Regions from separate parts of the Oryctolagus cuniculus genome. Here region 2 is linked to region 1. Evidence: chromatin contacts called from public Micro-C data. All regions are on one chromosome and are shown on one strand. The core of a region is the stretch at or near the end of the contact, and the rest is flanking DNA. Distances in the headings are between cores, read along the strand shown. Region 1 has its middle 38 kb from the start of SKOR1. Region 2 holds the start of PIAS1 (protein inhibitor of activated STAT 1).

Region 1 (2,752 bases), core at 150-2,649:
TGGCACAGCCCTGGCTGTTGTGGTCATGTGAGGAGATCTCTGTATCTCTGTCTTTCTACCTTTCAAGTAAATTTTAAAATTAATTTAAAAATTGGGTACGATCATATCATCTTAATAAGTATATACATTTTAAAGATTTATTTATTTGAAAAGTAGAGTTACAGAGAGAGAGAAAGAGAGTGGGAGAGTCAGAGAGAGAGAGGTCTTCCATCTGCTGGTTTACTCCCCAGATGGCCACAACGGCTGGAGCTGGGCTGATCTGAAGCCAGGAGCCAGGAGCTTCCTCCGGGTCTCCCACACAGGTACAGGGGCCCAAAGACTTGGGCCATCCTCCACTGCTTTCCCAGACCCATTAACAGGGAGCTGGATCAGAAGTGGAGCACCTGGCACCCTTATGGGGTGCTGGCACCACAGGTTGCTTAATCTGCGACAGCACAGCACCAGCTGTGGGACTGGGTATTATGGTGCTACTTGGGATCCCTGCATCTCATACCAGAGTGCTACTTAGAGTTTCTGCGACTCTGCTTCTGATCCAGCTCCCTGCTAATGCGCCTGGGAGGCAGCAGGTGATGGCCCAAGTGCTTGGCCCCACCACCCACGTGGGAGACCTGGATGAGGTTCCTGGCTTCTGGCTTCAGCCTGGCTCAGCAATGGCTGTTGGGGGCATTTGGGGAGTGAATCATCAAATGAAAGATCTCTCTCCCTCTGGCTCTCCCTTTTCTCTGTCACTCTGCCTTTCAAATAAATGCCTTTTTTTTTTTTTTAAGGAATACGATGATGAAGGATGGACATGTTTGTGTTAGCCGAATGTGCAGGCTAAGCCTCCCACCTGTGTAAGACTGCCCGCCTCTCCTTTGTATGCCCAGAATCCATGTGTGTGCGGGGTGGGGGTGGGGGTGGGGGTGGAGGGGCGGGTAGGAGGGGGCTGCTCACTCTTGTCTTTTGGACCAGAAACAGAACTTGGATACGTGCCCTTTGGCCAGAGAATGCCATAAATACCAATGCAGGCCGTTCCAGAATACACGGGCAGGCCTCCAGGGCACCAGGCCAACAAGTGTTGTCAGAGCCTTGTAGAGTGAGGATCTTGGGAGGGTTGGGCGGGAAGGGGTTTTTTGGGGGGCAGAACAATTCCTGATCTCACTCAGCCCTTTTCGTTATCCCCGCTCTGCCAGTTAGCACAGGGCTGGTGCAGAAAACTGCCTCGAGAGAGGAGGCTCTCGCTTCCTCCACGTCGTGCGTGGCTTCTCACCGTCGTGCGGGCTCCCATCGAGCGAGGCAGGTGCACTGTCCTCAGTGCAGGGTTTCGGATCCATGGCTGCTCCCATCGCGACCCTGAGTGAGCAGGCGAGGACAGAGCTCAGAGTGCGCATCTTTAAGAAAATGGCATGGAAGTTGCATAATCACGTCTGCTCACAGCTCATTGGTGACAGTGTGGTCACATGGTCACACAGAGTAGAAAGGAAGGCTGGGAAATGTAGTTTCTATCGAAGTGGCCCAGGAGAGATTTTCATAGCCACTGTCAGTCTGCCAAAACTGTCATCACTGGCCTGTCCAAGACCCCTCACTTCTTCTGATCATTCATTCATTTATCCATTCTTCTGTATCCATTCCACACCTTCATACACCGTGGCACAACCCCACTGTGTTCACAGTACGTGATTTGTCTGTATTTTTAGGAAATATGTATTTTTCAAGTTTTATGGGCACGCTTTTTTTTTTTATTTTGTCAGTATTAGTGAGGTATAACTTAATTCAGGAATAGGCAACTGATTTTTTTTTTTTTTTGACAAGCAGAGTTAGATAGTGTGAGTGAGAGAGAGACAGAGAGAAAGGTCTTCCTTCCATTGGTTCACCCCCCAAATGGCCGCTACGGCCGGTGCGTTGCGCTGATCCGAAGCCAGGAGCCAGGTGCTTCCTCCTGGTCTCCCATGGGGTGCAGGGCCCAAGCACTTGGGCCATCCTCCACTGCACTCCCTGGCCACAGCAGAGAGCTGGACTGGAAGAGCAGCAACCGGGACAGAATCCGGCGCCCCAACCAGGACTAGAACCTGGGATACCGGCACCGCAGGTGGAGGATTAGCCTAGTGAGCCACGGCGCCGGCCGGCAAATGATCTTTGACAAAGGAGCAAAAACAATTCAATGGAAAAAGACCGAGCTCTTCAACATATGGCACTGGAATGACTGACGACATTAAACAAGAAATTTAGACCCAGGCTTCACACCTCTGAGGAAGTTCCAGAGAGCCAGGAGAAGTCAGTTTGGCGATCAAAAACAAATGATAGACATTCGAAGTGATAGATATGTTTACCTGATTCATACAGTATGCAGTGTATATGTGCATTGAACCATCATATAATATCCCATAAGTATGTACCACTTGTAAGCGCCAATTGTAAAAATGATGCTTTTTTAAAAAAAGTGGATTGTCAGGGTGGACACACGGCGTAGTGGTTAAGATGCTGGTGAACATCCCTGCATCCCACTTTGCAGTGCTGGATCTGATGCCTGGCCCCGGCTCCTCACTCCAGCCTCTGCCAGGGCACACCCCGGGAGCAGAATGGTGGCTCCAGGAGTCGAGTTCCTTCTGTTCGTGGGGGAGGCCCCACTCAGGCCCAGCCGGTGTGGGCACCTGGGGAGTAGACCAGGAGCGTTTCCTCTGCATATCTGTCTCTGTCTCATAAATAAACAAATCCATAAATAGAAGTGGGTTGCCAGCCTAAATGTTTAATGCAAAACTGTAAAACTTCCAGG
Region 2 (3,115 bases), core at 333-2,832, 180 kb before region 1:
TGGTTGCTCCACAAGTTGCTTCATTATAAGAGAAAAAAATTCGAAATACTTTTTATGAATTACAGAAAGACGTTCCCCAAACGGGCACAGTTGCATATACGCCCCCCCCCCTCCACTGACAGAGATGTCAGCTCTCTGGGTCGGGATGGAACCAGCTGTTCGGTTCACACACGGGAAGCCACCAAGGAGGGAATATCGCGATCAGAGCCTCGAAATAATACGCGTTAGTTAAGAACTGCTTGCTACTAAGCCAAAATTATCCAACCGGAGCCCCATTTGTCACAATCCAATCATAAGGGCTCCACCGCCTCCCCCAACTGCTTGTGTCGTGGTTTATCGGCTTCGGTAAAGAAGCCATCATCAGGTAACGACTGGGGTGGGAGAAAAAGCGGGGAGAAGGGGGCCCCCTTTCATCCAATTTCGCGAGGCGTGAGTAATCCGTACAGTTGAGAGGAACCGGGGAGCGTTCTATTTGTGGGGGGTTGGAGGAGGAGGAGGGAGGCGAATGCCGTTCAAATCAACATGGCCAGCGAGATGTCCCTACAAACAAAAGGCAACGGGGGGATATAAACACGAACCATTCACCTCCATCAGCCATAGCATCGCCATCATGGTGTGTGCAGAGACCCCCAAAGGCTCCCCTCGCCCTCGGCGCCAGCCGGAGCCGGAGCAGGCAGCCGCATCCCACCACCCGCCACCGCGTCCACACGCCCGCTCTTCGCGGGGGGTGGGAGGCTTCGCCCCCACTGCCAGCAACGAGAGCGAAGAGTTAACGTCCCGCCCAGGCGGGTCCCCCCTCGGCGCCCGACGGCCGAACCCCGACGCCGGCCGGGGCTCGCGAAACTTTACCACAGCTTCTCCCCCGACCCTCCCACCCGGTCGCCCCGCACGCCGGGCACCCCGGGCGCCTCCTGACAGGCGGGCAGCCGCCGAGAGCCCAGCGCGGGGCGGGGGCGCCAGGGATCCGCGGAGGGGCGGGGCGGCCGGAGCCAAGTTCCCGGGGGTCTGTGGAAAGCGCCTGACAGGAGCCCGGGACTGCAAAGGAGGAAGAGGAAGCGACGGCGGGGAGCTTTCCCAATCCCCCCGACAAGCACACCCTGCCCCCAGTCCCAGCTCCCCTTGGGGATGGGGGGGCGGGGAGGCTGCCTGGGAGGCGAGGAAGCCGAGCCCCGGGGACAGCCGCAGCCCCCACCTCCCGACTCCCTCTCTCTTCCCCCGCCACCCCCGCCAGAGGCGCCCACAACAATAACACGCCGGGGACGACCCGTCAGCGCCCCCGAGGCACCCGGGGCCCGCGGCCCGCCGCAGCTGGCCACCTCTGCTGGGGCCGGGCGCGCCTCTCCTCCCTACAACTCCAGGCCCGGGTAGAGTCAGGCCCGAGCGGCCCCCCAGGGCCGGACCCATCCCCCCCGGCACCAGCGGCGCCGTCTCCGCGGCCGAATATTAGAAGTGAATTCGAGCTGCGCTTTACCTTTAGTTCCGCACTGTCCGCCATCTTGCGTCTATCAGCGCAAGCGCAGTGAACCTCGCCGGGGGCCGCCGCTAGACCCTCCCCTGCTGCCGGCCTGGCCCCGCCCCGGCCCGCCCCGGCCCGCCCCTCGGCCTTCCCGGCCCGCCCCCGGCCTCCGCCCCTCTCCTGGCGCTCGGAGCCCCGCCCCGGGCACGTACAGCTGCGAGACAGGCACGTACTATTTAAATAATGGCGCCAAGCGGCGAGGTTTGACAGTTACTCCCCCCTCGGCTTCCCGCCCCCCTGCCCTCGCCAGTCCAGCGCCTCCAGGGAAGGCCGGAGCAAAGGGGGACGCTGGTCTGGGCCTCGCATTGCAGCCCTGTGCAAAGCTTCAAAGCCCGCTGCCCCAGGGACAATAATGCCTCCTGCTCCGATTTGCTAGGCTCTTCCAGCACCTGTTACCTGCAGTCTGTTACATTTGAGGAACATTTAATGAAGCCTTTACTGGCTCAGATCCTCCTCCTAATAACAGGGTGAGGGAGGCAAGGAAGAGATTGTATTCCTGCCACTCCTACATCTCCCCTCCACCCCCCGGTGTCCGCAGGAGATTGGCTTCTGGTCCCCCCAGAATTCCCAAATCCGCAAAAGATCAAGCCCCTCGTGGAACATGGCATGGAATTTGCACAGAACCTCTGCCCAGCCTCCTGCATGCTTTACTCCTCTCTGGAATATTTTTAATGCCTAACCCAATGTGAATGATGGGTGAATAGTTGCTGTAATTTCTCTCTCTCTCTCTCTCACTGTCTGTAACTCTACCTGTCAAATAAATTTTTAAAAAATTGCTGTACTGTATTGCTCAAAGAATAAAGGCAAAACACACACACACACACACACACACAGTCCGTTACAGGCTCAGTTTTTTCTCCTAAATGTTTCCCATCCTGATTAGTTGACTCCGCAGGTGCAGAACCTTGAATTCGGACAACTGTATTCAGAAACGGAAATCTGGAGAAGGATGAATTGCCCAAATAACTAAGACTTAACAGGGGCGCCCTAAAACAGAGTGTGGAGATATGCAGTCATTAGCCGGCCCTGCCCTAGGGCTACACACGCACTGGGAGGTTAGGGGAGGTTGGCCCTCCTGCCCCTGTCTGGTGTACAGACAAGGGAACAAGTAAGGATACATTACCAGTGGTGGTGGGAACGAGAACTAGTGAGAGAGGAAGAGGATTTGGGAGATGGACTGAAATCCTGGAAGGACTTTCTCCACTGCATTGACACTGAATTAGATTTGAAGATTATTTCACACCCTTTCCTCCTATACCCTCCCCACCAACCCCCTACTTTTTACGATGCAAGTTTGCCTCATACCTCATGGGAAAAAATAAAAGATCTCAGTTATGGGGCCAGCCTTGTGCCCCAGTGAGTTAAGCCGTTGCCTGTGATGCCAGCACACCATATGGGCTCTGGTTTGAGTCTGAGCTGTGCCACTTTGATCCAGCTGTCTGCTAACGCCCTGGGAAGGCAGCAGAGGATGGCCCAAGTGCTTGGGCCCCTGCCACCCTCATGGGAGACCCAGATGGAGTTACAGGCTCCTGGCTTCAGCCTGGCTCAGTCCCAGCCATTGTGGACCACCAGATAGAAGATCATTTTCTCTCCTTTATC

Evidence for each region. A called contact is a pair of places that touch in the nucleus more often than the background predicts.
Region 2: a Micro-C map of ear pinna shows a contact between it and region 1, with 2.3 times the contacts expected there. The contact joins the promoter of PIAS1 here to the enhancer-like site in region 1. A contact is called at or near these places in 2 of 6 Hi-C or Micro-C datasets (ear pinna and an unstated tissue).

The regions. Positions count from the first base shown.
Region 1 is chr12:90,636,883-90,639,634 of mOryCun1.1, reverse strand. No RefSeq gene overlaps it. Among named protein-coding and RNA genes, the nearest start is that of SKOR1, 38 kb to the right of the region's middle. Within about 2 kb of position 1,399, at least 4 of the 8 cell types and tissues checked have an H3K27ac peak or open chromatin away from gene starts, as enhancers often do. A contact at or near this core is called in ear pinna, where this site is marked.
Region 2 is chr12:90,821,156-90,824,270 of mOryCun1.1, reverse strand. It overlaps PIAS1 (protein inhibitor of activated STAT 1), which reads right to left and starts at 1,582. Exons shown (of 14, transcript XM_008268843.4): 1 at 1,472-1,582. The coding sequence starts at 1,495.